Regions from separate parts of the Pan troglodytes genome. Here region 1 is linked to region 2. Evidence: chromatin contacts called from public Hi-C data. All regions are on one chromosome and are shown on one strand. Each heading gives the region's core, a stretch centred on a gene start, on an enhancer-like site or on the middle of the called end of the contact. The rest is flanking DNA. Distances are from core to core; before and after follow the strand shown.

Region 1 (6,938 bases), core at 1,180-3,679, 890 kb after region 2:
CCCGGGTGGCGGCGGCGGCTGCTGCTGTGGCGGCTGCTGCGGGGGCTGCTGCTGAGGGGGTGGCGGGGCCTGCTGGGGAGGCTGCATTAACGGGTGCCTGGAGCCCACTGAGGGCTCCAGACCCACAGGCATCTTTCTGGCCCCACCGAACCTCTCAAAGAACACACCATGCTGCTGCTGCTGCTGCTGGGGCTGCTGCTGCTGCTGCTGCTGCTGCTGGGGCTGCTGCTGCGGTGGCTGGGCGTGCATTTTGGACAAGCCCACCATGCCCGCAGCTCTGGGCATGGCCGAGGCGCCCGGGAAAGCGCCCCCGGGAACCTGGCGACCCGCTGCATAATGAGGCAGCTGCCCTTCGGAGTCAGAGGGCGAAAACATGTCAAAATGTCCCGAGGGCGCCTCGCCCGGGTAATTGTATTCCAGCGAGTCGACGGCTCCTTGGTTCGTCACCCTCCGTGGCTCCAGACTGTGGGAATCGGAGCCGCTGGAGGACGGCAGGCCGTGGAAGGAGGCGGCTCGGTTAGGGCTCTGGTCCAGCGGCAGGCATGGGGCCGGCACGGCGTGGCCGGAGGCACCTGAACTGTGGAAGTCCGGGAGGTTCCCCGGTCGCTGCGGGCCGAAGCTCTCAGGCCCCTGGCTCTCCGCCATGTGCTCATAGCCCTCGGCGAAGGGCGGCTGGCTGCCCAGGCCTCCGGCTGCGCCGCCGTAGCCGAGCAGGCGACCCCCGTGCAGGCACGAGGCCCCGGGGTCTGGGCCACCGAAGTTGCCCCCAAAGTGGGGGTGATGCTGGTGGGGATGATGACTTCCCGGGTGGCCGTGGTGAGGCTGCTGGCCGCCAAAGAAGCCGTGCACAGGCTGCGCTTGCAGCCCCCCTGCGTGCAACTCCGAGTGGCCGCGCGCGTGGAAGCCGTAGGGCTCCATGTTCATGCCCAAGATCGGGGGTTCGCCCAGCGCGCTCATAGCAGGATCCACAGGGCCAGGGGGCCCCCCAGTGTGGAAAGCCGGGGCCTTAAAGTGGGTGTTCATGCTCAGTCCGGTCTCGTTAAAGTTCCTCTCGCCCTGGCCAGCGTTCCTGCTGTTGATCTGGGGCTCGAATTGGTCCAGCCCAAACATACTTGGCGGGGGGCAGAGGGGGATCAATAGGGCATGACAGCCGGCTCTCCGCGGCGCGCCTCCGGCCAGCTACTCGTTCCAGCCCAGGATTGGGCGCTCCGGGACGCTCAGCACCGCGGGGGCTCAGCGCGCACCTCCACCCCGCCTGATGTGAGGGACGGGGGGCGGGGTATCAGCTCCTCTCCCGAAGCTCCGATTCTGCCCGGGGAGGGCCTCTCACATCTTGCGAGGCCGCGGGGCCTCTAGGAGCCGTGTTGGGGGGCCCATGCCCCGGGCGGTTGTCACAGCCGCGGGTGGGTCTGCGGGGAGGGGACGAAGCCGCGGATGAACGGAGACAAAAAGTTAAGTGGGGGGAATGGGGAGGGAAGGGGGTTGGGAGAGCAGAGCGATCACCTTCTCAAGTCCGATTGGGTCTGCTGGGGAGCCCCCAGGACGCCGCCCGCAGCCTCCCGGAGTCCGTGGCAGAGCTGCTAAGGGCAGGGGAGGGAGACCCTTCAAAGCCGCGGCTAGCGCCGGGCACCGACAGAGCGGTCCCTCCCCCCGCCCCCCGGAGTCCCCGCGCCCCGCAGCCCGAGCCTCCACCGAGCACGATCCGCTCGCACAATCCCCGTAGGCTCCGGGCGAGCGGCTGCTGCTTCTTCAGCGGGTCGGAGGACTGGAGGCTCCGCTCGGCATCGCCGGTGCCGGCCCCCGAGCTGAGGACGCAGAGGGGCTGCGAGGCGGCAGGCGCCGGGGGCTGGAGACGAGGGTCGGGGAAAGGCGCGGCTCCTCTGCTCGGCAGCGGGTGCGCTGCGCCCGGCGCGCAGCTTCGCGGCCACGTCCGCCGCCTGCCGCTTCTGTTCTCCGCCGTTGGGTGTCTGAGTTCGCCGGAGTCTCCGCGCACCGTTGCAGGCGCGGGAGGGCAGCGAGACGAGGGGTTGGGTCGCTCCAAGGCTCCGGTTCCCTGCCTCCGCGCTGAGGTGCTTCGCGAGTCCCTCTCGGACCTGAGGGAGGGGGGCGTACGCGGGTCGGGGGGCCACGCCGGGCGAGCAGGCTAAGGCGTTCCCGCTGCGCTCTCAGAGCCCGGAATGGGGGGAGGGGGGCGCGGGGGCAGCTCTGGGGGGTCTGCGCACCCCTCTCCCGACTAGCGGGGGGGCTCTGCGTGGGGCGTTCCGAGGGTCTCGGCTCCCCTCTCTGTGTCTGCCTCTCGCCCAGCGCCGGGAGAAGCAGCAACAAGTTTTGCATTTCAGCAATCAATTTCAGCCATTACATTTGCACCAATCAGCGCCGCCCAAGTTCCGGGCCCGGGGCGGGGCTCGCTCTTAAGGTGGTCCGGGGTCCTAGCTGACGAAGCCCCCGCCACGAACCCGCACTACCCCAGCTCTGGGGTCCCCTGCGCCCGCCTCTCCTCGGGGTCCGGCGTCAGTGCGCTGGGGGCGCGCCCCGGCCTCCGGGCGCATCGAGCTGGAGAGGGTGCAGGCGGAGGAGAATGGCGGGAGCTTGGCTTTGTTCACCCCCTTCCCATTCACACTGTTCCCAACTCCCCACCCCCAACTGGAGAGAGACCCACCGGGTGGGCAGGGGGCGGGGAGGTGGGCGGTGAGCGGTACGGGGCGCTCAGACAATGAGGTCGCCAGGCAAAGACCCTGGACTCGCCACGGAAAGTCGCTAAGTGTCTACTGCACTTCGGCTCCGGGGTGAACACTCCGTTCTCCGCTAGCGGCGCCCAAGTTAGCCGGCCCTGGGATTTTCTTGGAGGGTAAAGCAGACGGGGAACCTCGAAGTTAGGGTTCTCCTCGAGAGAACTGGGAGCTTGCTCACTCCTCCGTCACTAGGGCGCTCACAATTGTTCCCCTTCCCCACTGCCTGGGGTTCCCGGTTCTCACCGGCCGGCGTGGGCTCCAAGGAGTCACAGTCACTCAGCCACTTTATGGGGGAGCACATCGGTTGAGCCCAGTAACCGGAGCGACTTGCGAGGCGGCTGGGAACCCCGAGAAGACACGCACGAAGAGGGCGCACCCGCCGGGCCGCACACCTTGCCCTGGGCCACCCGGTCCAAGACCCAGGCCCTCTGCGGGTGCGAAGTTGGCCTCCTTAAGAGATCAATTAAACTGAAGAGGCCGAGGAATGGAATTGGGCTGTGATACTAAAATCAATAGGAGTAATTTAATATCTGCCCTGCTCTTTATGAAATATTTATCCCAATAATCTTAGTTAAAATGTTTAGATCGTCCTGATCCCCACAGAGGCTGAAATCTATCTTGCAATTAGAAGTTGGAAGTTAGAGGTGATGGAGGATAGGGGTGTTTATTCTGTGCGCCTGTGTGCGTGTGCGCGCGCCTGCGTGCGTGCGTGTGTGTGTGCATGCGTGTGTGTGTGTGTGTGTTCCTCCCTAAAGTGTGTGTAGGGAAGGAGGGGGGAGAAGGCCTTTAATTTTCCTTGCCATAAAATAGCACGAGGCGATTTTGCTAGCAGATTCGCATTCTTAGGAGAAGGGCGAAAAAAGAACTTTCTTTGAAGTGCCCCTGATATCGCTATTAAATCTAAATAAAATTAAGCGTGGTGTATGAAAATGCCTTTCCCCCCCACAAAAGAAAGTGTTTATCGCCCGAGTCTGTCTAGCGTTTGCTAAATTACGCATGAAATCTGAAATGAAATAAACGTTATAATAAAACCGACCCCTGAGCCCTTTTTATTTAAAAACCTTAGATTAAGCACTCTACCCTCGCGGGCCGGAGTTAAAAAGTTACCATGTCGTACGCGCAGATTCATTGCTCCCCGGAGTTGCGGCTAGGAAGGCAGTGCTAAGTATGCCAGAACCGACATGCCGGGGGGTGGGGGGAAATGGGCTCAACTTTGGGGTAGCGGCAGAATTCCTAAGAAATTGCCCCCCGCCCAAAAAAATTTTTAATTAAAAATAAACAAACAAGAAAAACCAACAACTTTAAAACTCAGCCAGAGCAAGCTCAGATCCAAGACCTTTCCCGGGGCCTTCCTGTTGTGGAAGTTTACAGACATATATATTTTTTCTTTTTTGAAATTAAAAATGAAAATTACCCCCATCAAAAATGAGGTCCATAAATAAGCATAGGGAAGAAGTATTTGTACAGGGCGGTGGAGTTTTTAAAGGATTTTTCTGCAGGATCAGGTTGTTGGTCTGTGATTAAATATTGATTTTGTGTAATTAGTTTTCATGTGAACTATCCTCTTGCTGATAGCTTAGAGGTTTCAGAACTAGAAAAGAAATGGAATTGGACATGGAAATTATTACTTAGCAAAGTGACAGGGAAGTGAGAGCCAGAGAAAAGACTGAGGCTTTGCTGATTTAGGCACAAAGAAATAAAGGCTTGGGTAGGCCCTCCAGTGACACCCCCCTCCCCCGCCCCGGGGCCTAGGACCCTGGGGCTCTGGGGCTCTGGGGCTCCCGAGACAGAGCAGGGGGGATCTTGAACCTCCTGGACAAAAAGCGGGAGGCAATAGGAAAACCTGGTTGTGAGGAAGAGGCCCCCACATGGGCAAAGGCCTGGGCATAGTCCAAGATACTGGGTCACATACTCAGTCTGCTCTCGACTATGGGTGTCTCCTGAGGCACCTATGAGCCGCCTGTGTTTCTGTGTCTGGAGGAAATAGGGAAAAGTGGGGACCTGTCTGGTGCCTGGGGGTGGGCCAGGAGGGTGGGAAGAATGGCTCACAGGCCTGTCGTCTGGGGAGACCCGGATGGGGGCGTCTGCAGAGCTGAGGCATGACTTCACACAGGACTGGGCGGGGGTCTCCAGCACACCTGGGCAGGTTTCCTGTGGAATAATTCCGTGTGCTCCAGGGAGGGGGGGTGTGGGAGTATTTTTCTGGGGCTGTTTCCAAGAGTTAGCTCCACAAGGTGTGTGAGTGGCTGAAAGAAGGGAGTGTTTGGGCCTGGCGGAGTTTCTGTTCAGGATGTGTGTCTCGGTCACCTTTCTTTAACACTGCAAATGTTGTGCGGGTGTGTGGCACACGTCTGCATTTTGTGCCTTTGCTTGTATGCGGGTGGCGGGGCATCTGCGTGTGTTTCTGTCCATGCCTGCGTCGGCGTTCGTGCATGGATCTTTGGGGGTCTTGGTGCATGTTCTCTGTCTGTCCCCCAACCCCGCATTTCTGTGTGTGTGAGCCACTGCGTTTGTACCTGTGTGTGTGCAGCTGCCTCACCCCTTGCATGCCTGTATCTCTGCTCCAGTGTGTCTGTTTTTTCTGCGAGTGTGAGGGCGTGTGCCTCACAGCCTGTGCCCATCTGTGCCCGTGTATGCGCCGGCGTGTGCGCCTCCACAGTGTGGGCGCCCCTGCGTGTGCCTGTGTGTGCTTTCGCCCGCAAGGTCCCGCAGTGTTTCTTTGGAACAGACACATTGCCCCCTAGCGCTCAGATGAATTCAAAGTCCCCGCAGGCGCACAGCCGGGAGCAGCAGGAGCCTCAGGGCCCTCCACCCGCCAGGGCTTTCTCCATCCTCCTCCCTCCCCAGGTCCCCCTCCGGGGGCACTGAGTGTGCTGGCAACGGCCAGAGGAGGCCCTCTGGGCAAGGGAAGGAGGAGACACAGCTGGATGGGGCCCCAGAGCTGGAGAGGGATGTTTTAAGCTGGTGACAAGTGGGGAACTGCCTGGGATGGCCCCCAGAGCACTCACCGCTGATATGGAGAGCCTGGCACACCTCAGCTACCCCAGGAGCCTCAGCCTGCAGCCCACCAGTGAACTCTCACTCTATAGAAACACAAAGCAACCCACACCCAATACCCGTCACCCAGGAGACACACAGCCTTCGTGCCTGCCCCGTTGGCCCCCAACACCAGCACAGACACATGTACACACTTACCTCCATAGTGTGTGGCTGTGTCAGCAAACACATGCACTCACATGCACAGAGCAATATCAGCATACACGTACTCACACACACACACACCCCTCCATAGTGTGTGGATGTCAGCACACACACACATATACACCTACATAGCGTGTGGCTATGTTAGCACATACACACACACCCCTCCATAGTGTGTGGATGTCAGCATCCATGTACTTATACACACACTCACACATACACCTCCATAGTGTGTAGCTGTCAACACACACACACGTACACCTCCATAATGTGTGGATGTCAGCACACACACACACATACACCTCCATAGTGTGTGGCTATGTCAGCACACACACACACACACACACACATATACACCTCCATAGTGTGTGGCTATGTCAGCACACACACACACACATATACACCTCCATAGCGTGTGGCTATGTCAGCACACACACACACATATACACCTCCATAGTGTGTGGCTATGTCAGCACACACACACACACACATATACACCTCCATAGTGTGTGGCTATGTCAGCACACACACACATATACACCTCCATAGTGTGTGGCTATGTCAGCACACACACACACCCCTCCAAAGTGTGTGGATGTCAGCATCCATGTACTCACACACACACCCCTCCATAGTGTGGGGATGTCAGCACACACACACCTCCATAGTGTGTGGCTATGTCAGCACACACACACATATACACCTCCATAGTGTGTGGCTATGTCAGCACACACACACACACACACACCTCCATAGTGTGTGGCTATGTCAGCACACACACACATATACACCTCCATAGTGTGTGGCTATGTCAGCACACACACACACACACACATATACACCTCCATAGCGTGTGGCTATGTCAGCACACACACACACACCCCTCCATAGTGTGTGGATGTCAGCATCCATGTACTCACACACACACCCCTCCATAGTGTGGGGATGTCAGCATGCACACACACACACACACACCCCTCCCCATAGTGGACAAGTCTGCCCACT
Region 2 (7,162 bases), core at 680-3,179:
GAAAATACAAAAATTAGCTGGGCGTGGTGGTGCGTGCCCGTAGTCCCAGCTATTCGGGAGGTGAAGGCAGGAGAATCACGTGAATCAGGGAGGCAGAGGTTGTAGTAAGCTGAGATTGTGCCACTGGGCAATAGCACGAGACTCTCTCAAAAAAAAAAAAAAAAAAAAAAAAAAAATCAAGGGCTGGTGAGATTGCACCACTGCATTCCAGCCTGGGCAACAGAGTGACAGCTTGTCTCAACAAAGACAAAAAAAAAAAAAAAAAAAAAAAAAAATCAAGGGCCCGGCATGGTGGGTCATTCCTATAATCCCAACACTTTGAGAGGCCCAGACAATGAGGATCGCTTGAGGCCAGGAGTTTGAGACCAGCCTCAGCAACACAGTGAGACCTCTTCTGTCTCTATAAAAATTTTTTTAAAGAAATTAGCCAGGCATGGTGGCACATGCCTGTAGTCCCAGCTACTCAGGAGGCCAAAGCAGGAGGATTACCTGAAGCCAGGAATTTGATACCAGCCTGGGAAACAAAGCTCTCTACAAAAAATATTTTAAAAATATTAGGTGGGCATGGTGGCACGTATGCATCTATAGTACTCAGGAGGCTGAGGCTGGAGGATTGTTTGAGCCCAGGAATTCAAGGCTGCAGTGAACTGTGATTATACCACTGCACCCTAGCCTGGGTGACAGAGCAAGACCCTGTCTTTAAAAAAAACAAGCAGGCTGGAAGAGACGCTCCTGGAGTCTTTTCTAGGTCAACAACATACCTTCATTTAGGTGGTAGGCACACAGTGCCTTGCAGGGAGCAGGAGCTGAATACATCCTTGCTGTTCTGATTTCAAAAAACACCAATCCCTCCCTCCCTCCCTGCTCCCTCCCTGCTCCCTCCCTTCCTTCCTTCCTCTCGCTCTCCTTCCTTCCTGTCTTTCTCTCTTTCCTTCCTGTCTTTCTCCTCTCTCTCCCTCCCTCCTTTCTCTCCCTCCCTCCCTCTCTTTCTTCTTTCTTTCCCTTCCTTCCTTTCTCTCTCTCTCTCTCCCCCCCCCCCCGCCTCCCTTTCTTTCCTTCTTTCCTTCTTTCTTTCCTTTTCCACCTAGGCTGGAGTGCAGTGGGCGCGATCTCGGCTCACCGCAACCTCCTCCTCCCCGGTTCCAGCAATTCTCCTGCCTTAGCCTCCTGTTTGTTTTAATAAAGATAGGGTTGCAAATAAAGATAGGGTTGCACTTTGTTGGCCAGGCTGGTCTGAACTCCTGACCTCGGGTGATCTGCCTCCCTCGGCCTCCCAAAGTGCTGGGATTGCAGGCATGAGCCACCGCGCCGGCCCTTGCTCCTTTCCTGAGCGGCTATTTTGAGAGCGATGGAGAGGAGAGGGTATTAGATTCCTTACCTTGAGGTCGGGGAGGGGAGGGTGATGCTAGTGGTGGACGAAAGACTTGAAGATAATGAGAAATTGCATCAACTTTACCCAGGCTGTTTCTGGGTCTAGAAGCAAGCAAAAATAAGGCGGGAGGGGGTGGGGGGAAGAAAAAGAGGCATTTATTTTGGAGCCGTATCGGAAGCACAAGTGTCAGGGGCTGAAAGGCCGCCTTCTCCTGCGGGCTAAGGGTGTGGGCGACAGCTCGCACATTCAAATGAGGGAGCGATTACACCGCGCTTGCTTCTGAAGACGGATTTCCTGGTAGGGGGAGCGGGCGGGGGGGCTGGGCCGGTGTAAAGGGGACGGCAACATTAGGCTTTGGCAAGTTAATTAGGGTTCAGGAGTCCAGCGAGCGAGCAGGGGGAGAGGCTAGATTTGCATAAAGCCCATTTACATAATGTTCTTCACAAATTGTGCAGCCAGAAGGCAGGGAGGGGGTGGGGAGGGAAAGGGCTGGGGAGGGGGAGGTGGTTAGACGCCCGAGGCAGCCGCCGCCAAAGGGGGAAGGGCGAGGCCCGAGATGGGACCCGCCCCTCTTTCGCCGCTTCACCTCTCCCCTGCTCTTGTCTGCACCAGGGCCACCCTTGCCTATCTCGGCCCTCACCTCCTTTCTGAGCCGGACCCCACACTGTCTCCCATCATAGGGCCGGCCCAGAGCAGTCAGATTTCTAAACTGCCTCTATGGTCACGGGTCTCCCTTGCTTTAACCCTTTCCGGGACTCCTGGCTGCACTCAGGGTCAAGTCCCGGCTCCTTAGCCAACCTATGTGACTTCTCGTGATGGTCTTGCCCCTTTCACCCTCCTGACCTGCTTTCCTTCTAGTCCCCTCTTCCTAGCTAAGCTCAGTCCCACTGAAAAGCTATTGGCCCTGGACTCCTTTGGCTCTCACAAGCCTCCTCCAGTCCTGACTTGTCACCTGTCCTGGAATGTCCCTACCACAAAAGCTAGCTTCTTTGTGGCAACCTCACCTCCTGCTGCACCAAATACTCTGCTCTTGGGGCATTTTCTGAAGTCCCCATAACTTCCTCAAGTGGACTGCTAGCCCCCTTTTGTGCGACCGGGGAACCTTCACCCACCTGTATTCCAGAACTTACCACGCTGTCTAGTAACTGCACTGGGGAGGGTCTCTTTCCCCACTGGGCTGTGACCGCTCCAGAAAGGAACTTGCCTGATGCATCTCTGCATCCAGCTGGGGCAGGAGTATGCAAACAGTAGATGCCCAAAACTGTTGATTGAATGAATGAAATATGTCATCTCAGCCAGAGACTGAGACCAGGTTTCAGTCTGCCTGAAATGAGCCTGACCAGCTCTCTAATTTCTCTGGGGTTCTATCTACACCTTCTTTCCTTATTGGGTTCCTCAGCCTGTCCTGTGTTAGTAGCTGCAGAGGATGAAGAAGCTGTGGTGACCTCTGAGCCGAATTCTCCACTGAGGGAAGCAGGCTAAGGCAAGCAAAAGGGGAAAGGGCAACCCAGGCTGGGCACACAGCATGTGCAAAGGCCCAGTGGCCGGAAAGTGCATGGAATGTTTGGAATGTGGGAGAGGGTTGAGTGGGTTAAAGCCAGAGATGAAAGATGGAAAATATGGCGAGGCTCCTATTCTGAGCTTAAGAGGCTGAAAAAGTTCTGGTAGATTTTTTTGAGCCTCTGAAGCTTTGTGATCAAGGAGAAGAAAAAGTTGCAACCACTGAGCACCTACTGCGTGCCACTGAACAGGTGATGTAATTCAATGGCCAAGCACAGTAGGTATTATTTTCTCCATAATTACCAGTGTGGAGGATGACGAGCCTGCTGGAGTCACTTGCCTGAAATCTCACAGCTGCAAAATGGTCAAGCAGGGCTTTGGACCCCTGGTTTCCAAATCCCGCGCTGCCTTCTGAATTCAATGTATTTATGTTTTAGAAAAGCAAATAAAATGGAAGGGAAATAGAAGAGAGAAAGAGGCAAAGAGAAAGACAGTTGGGGGGAGGCAAGCAGTCATTTAGAAAGAGAGAGAAAAAGGGAGAGAAGAGAGGAGAAAGACGGGGGAAGAAAGGGAGAGAAAAGAGAGGGAAGAAAGATAAAGAGAGGAGAGAGAAGAGGGAAAGAGAGAAGAGAAAGGAACAGAGGAGAGAGAAGAGGGAAAGAAGAGAAAAGAAAAAGAAAGGAGAAGAAAGAAAAAGAAAAGATCATGTCCTTTGCAGGAACATGGATGGAGCTGGAGGCCATTATCCTTAGCAACATAACACGGGAATGGAAAACTGAATACTGCATATTCTCATTTATAAGTGGGAGCTAAATGACAAGGATACATGGACACATAGAGGGGAACAACACGCACTGGAGCTTATCGGAGGGTTGAGGATGGGAGGAGGGAGTGGATCAGGAAAAATAACTAATGGGTAGTGGGCTTCATTCCTGGGTGATAAAATAATCTGTACCACAAATCCCTATGACACAGGTATACCTATATAGTAAAACTGCACATGTACCCCTGAACTTAGAGTAAAACTTAAAAAAAAAAAAGAGAGACAAGAGGGGAAGGCAAAACAGAGAGAGAAGAGAGGGGAGGGAAGAAAGAGGAGAAAGAGAGGAGAGTGAGAAAGTGAGAGAGGGGAGGGGAGAGAAAGAAGAGAAGGGAGAGGGAAGGAGAGAGAAAAGAGGAGTGAAGGAAAGAGAGAGAGAAGAGGAGAGAGGAAGAGAGGAGGAAGTGGAGGAGAGAAGGCTGGGAGGGAGGAGAGAAGGCTGGGAGGAAGGAGAGGAGACTCAGGTGTCAGTCACCCTGCACAGCGGCAGGGATGCTCCTGCTCCTAGACAGAGCTGTCCAATAGAACTTTCTGTGATCTCTAATCTGCCCTCCAACTCAAGTGCTCAGTAGCCTCAGGTAGCTACTGAGCACTTGAAAAGTGGTTAGTGCAACTGAGAAGCTGAATTTTTATTGTATTTAGATTTATATTTAAATGCTCACATAAAGGTAGCAGCTACAGTATTGGACGGTGCAGCTTGAAGAGCAGTCCTTCTTTTTTCCATCAAGGTCCTGGCTTGAATTTTCTCTGGGTCCTTCTTGGCCTCCCCTTCTGGGACTCTGTTCTGAACCATGCATCCCTGATGTTTCCTTCCCTCATATTCCTGGACATCCTACCCACACTGAGGTTTAATTTTAGCTGATTCTTTCTCAAGGACAAACTATATATTTTTATTTTAATTTATGTCGCCTGAACCATTTCCAAGTTTTACTTTTAGAACCTGTCAATATTAGTGACATGTGGCATTTTAGGTACTTTTCTGCTGGTGGGGCCTAAATTTATTGTCATTTTATGTCACTCGGCAAAATGCACAAAATGCCAGAAGTGTTATAAACAGAGACGATTTATGTTCGGGTTGGGGTGAGGTTAAGAGAATGAATATAATCAATTTTTTTTTCAGAGACTTTTATGCGAGTGTGAGGGCCAGCAGGTGCACATTTGAAGCTCAGTGGGAAGTGTTTTCCAAGCAACAGGAGACAGCAGATGCAGACGGGGTCCAATTACTGCTGCTCACGGCTGATCACGCCATGCACTTGTGTGCGGATACCTGGCTCCTGGTCTCAGGCACCTAGTATGGGGCTATGCACACGGTAGGTGCTCAGTTAAAGCTTATGGAAGAAGGGATGGAGAAAGGGCAAGAGACGTAAGTGGGAATTCTAAAGACTCTTCTGTTCAACCCCCGTCAGAGTGATATTTCCGGACCTTGTCACTTAACTGCTCAAAACCTTTCAATGGCTCCCTAGTACCCCTATGTTCTGACTTACAGGGTCCTTCAAGATCTGCACCTGAGGGTGTCTCTAAGGGACTTGGAATGCTCTGAAAGTTTCGTATCTCTGCTCCTTGCCTTCCCATGAGCTCCTCCTGTTCTTGGGAGTGCTCCCTCCTCTTTCTTGACCCTTCTTCAGTAACCAACTCAAACTCAAACTGACTCCTCTGTCCTTGCACCCTTTACCTTTTATCCCTCCAATGAGAGTTTGGTGTTTCCTGTTGGTACCTTATATACAGTCATCCCTGGGTACCCATGAAGGATTGGTTCCAGGACCCCCTGTGGATACCAAAATCCACGAATCCTCAAGTCACTGATACAAAATGACATAGTATTTGCATATAACCTACACAATCCACCCGTATGCTTTAAATCATTTCCAGATTACTTACAATACCTAATATAATGTAAATGCTATGTAAATACTTGTTATACTCTATTGTTTAGGGAATAATGACAAGAAAAGAAGTCTGTACATGTTCAGTACAACCATTCTTTTTTTTTTTTTGAGACAGTGTCTGTCTCTGTCACTCAGGCTGGGGTTCAGTGGCTCCACTATAGCTCACTACATCCTCCACCTCCTGGGCTCAAGAGGTTCTCCCACTCAGCCTCCTGAGTTGCTAGAACTGTAGGCATGCACCACCACACCTAGCTTATTTTTTGATTTTTTTGGAGAGGCAGGATCTTGCTTTGTTGCCTAGGCTGATCTCAAACTCCTGAGCTCAAGCAATTCTCCTGCCTCGGCCTCCCAAAGTGCTGGGATTATAGGTGTGAACCACTGCGCCTGGCTGAAAATACTTATTATGTTACATCTTCTTATGTTTCTTTGAGTGGGTAAGTGAGTGAGAATCCTTAAATATAACAGAGAAACAGAAAACTAGGGGCCTGTAGATTGTGTTGCTTTACAAGATTCAGGTGAATTGCTTTTTGACTCTTCCAATAAGCTCTCAAGTATATTTAACATATATATTTTTTTTTTTTAACAGAAGTGGTGTCTCACTATGTTAGGCCAGGCTGGTCTCCAACTCCTGGCCTCAAGTGATCCTCCCCCTCCAGCCTCCCAAAGTGCTGGGATTACAGGCATGATATACTGCGCCTGGCCTGCAACCGTCCTTTTTTTCCCCCTGATTATTTTCGATGTGTTGTTGGTTGAATCCACAAATGCAGAATCCAAGAACATGGAGGGCCAACTGTATGTCTGCCTTAGAGGGCTCCACAGGTTGCCTCATTTGCTTCCCTGTTGCCACCAGAAGATCATGCACCACTGGGCGGCATGGTCTGGAGAGTCCCATTCATCTTCATCTGGGCCTGAACAGAGAAACTGACAAATTAAAGATAATTGAATGACATAATGAATGGGTGCAAATTGGGTTGGTCCCTCACCATCTCCACTTCTTAGCCATGTTGGATCTGCCAAGTCAATTACCACCATTGCCTTCTCACTTCCCCATTTCCAAACCTCATGACTGTTACCTTTTCCTCCATTCTCCTTGTCCTTATGAGTTTATGCCTTTAAAACAAATCCTGTATTATAATAGTATTGTCTTTTAGGGAAGGAAATATATTAGAGGAGTGTGTTCAATCCACCATCTTTCCTGGAAGTCAGTAACAAATGAAAGGAAATTTACCTGATAGATTGTGGGCAAGTCACTTCTCTCCGTACGGTCTCTAATTCTTCACCTGTGGCATGAGGAAGTTGGGCTGGATGAGTTCTAGGGTCCAGCCAAAGTCTGCGAGGGGGTCAGCGCTGGATTAGAGATGTCTGGTGGACCGTGGGCATGGATTTTACGTAACAGCAGTCACTCTCTGGGATCCCTACTCTGGCCAGTGCTCCCCTCGGACTGCTAATTCTCTTTCCACACATTCAGGTTCTGACTCCCAAACTCTGAGGACGATGGCAGGTTCTGAGGTCCCTCCCATCTTGTACAACTCACAGTGACAGTAATTGTCTCAGCCTGTTCGGGCTGCTTATAACAAAGGAGCA

The links. A called contact is a pair of places that touch in the nucleus more often than the background predicts.
Region 1: a Hi-C map of stem cell-derived neural progenitor cells shows a contact between it and region 2, with 3 times the contacts expected there. The contact joins two enhancer-like sites. A contact is called at or near these places in 1 of 7 Hi-C or Micro-C datasets (stem cell-derived neural progenitor cells) and 1 of 1 datasets of contacts at active chromatin or transcription factors (stem cell-derived excitatory neurons).

Annotation. Positions count from the first base shown.
Region 1 is chr23:29,953,507-29,960,444 of NHGRI_mPanTro3-v2.0_pri, forward strand. MN1 (MN1 proto-oncogene, transcriptional regulator) reads right to left here. Exons shown (of 2, transcript XM_016938877.4): 1 at 1-6,938. The coding sequence starts at 1,110. Among named protein-coding and RNA genes, the nearest start is that of MN1, 7.6 kb to the right of the region's middle. Within about 2 kb of position 2,430, at least 14 of the 24 cell types and tissues checked have an H3K27ac peak or open chromatin away from gene starts, as enhancers often do. A contact at or near this core is called in stem cell-derived neural progenitor cells, where this site is marked.
Region 2 is chr23:29,064,017-29,071,178 of NHGRI_mPanTro3-v2.0_pri, forward strand. No RefSeq gene overlaps it. Among named protein-coding and RNA genes, the nearest start is that of CRYBB1, 290 kb to the left of the region's middle. Within about 2 kb of position 1,930, at least 8 of the 24 cell types and tissues checked have an H3K27ac peak or open chromatin away from gene starts, as enhancers often do. A contact at or near this core is called in stem cell-derived neural progenitor cells, where this site is marked.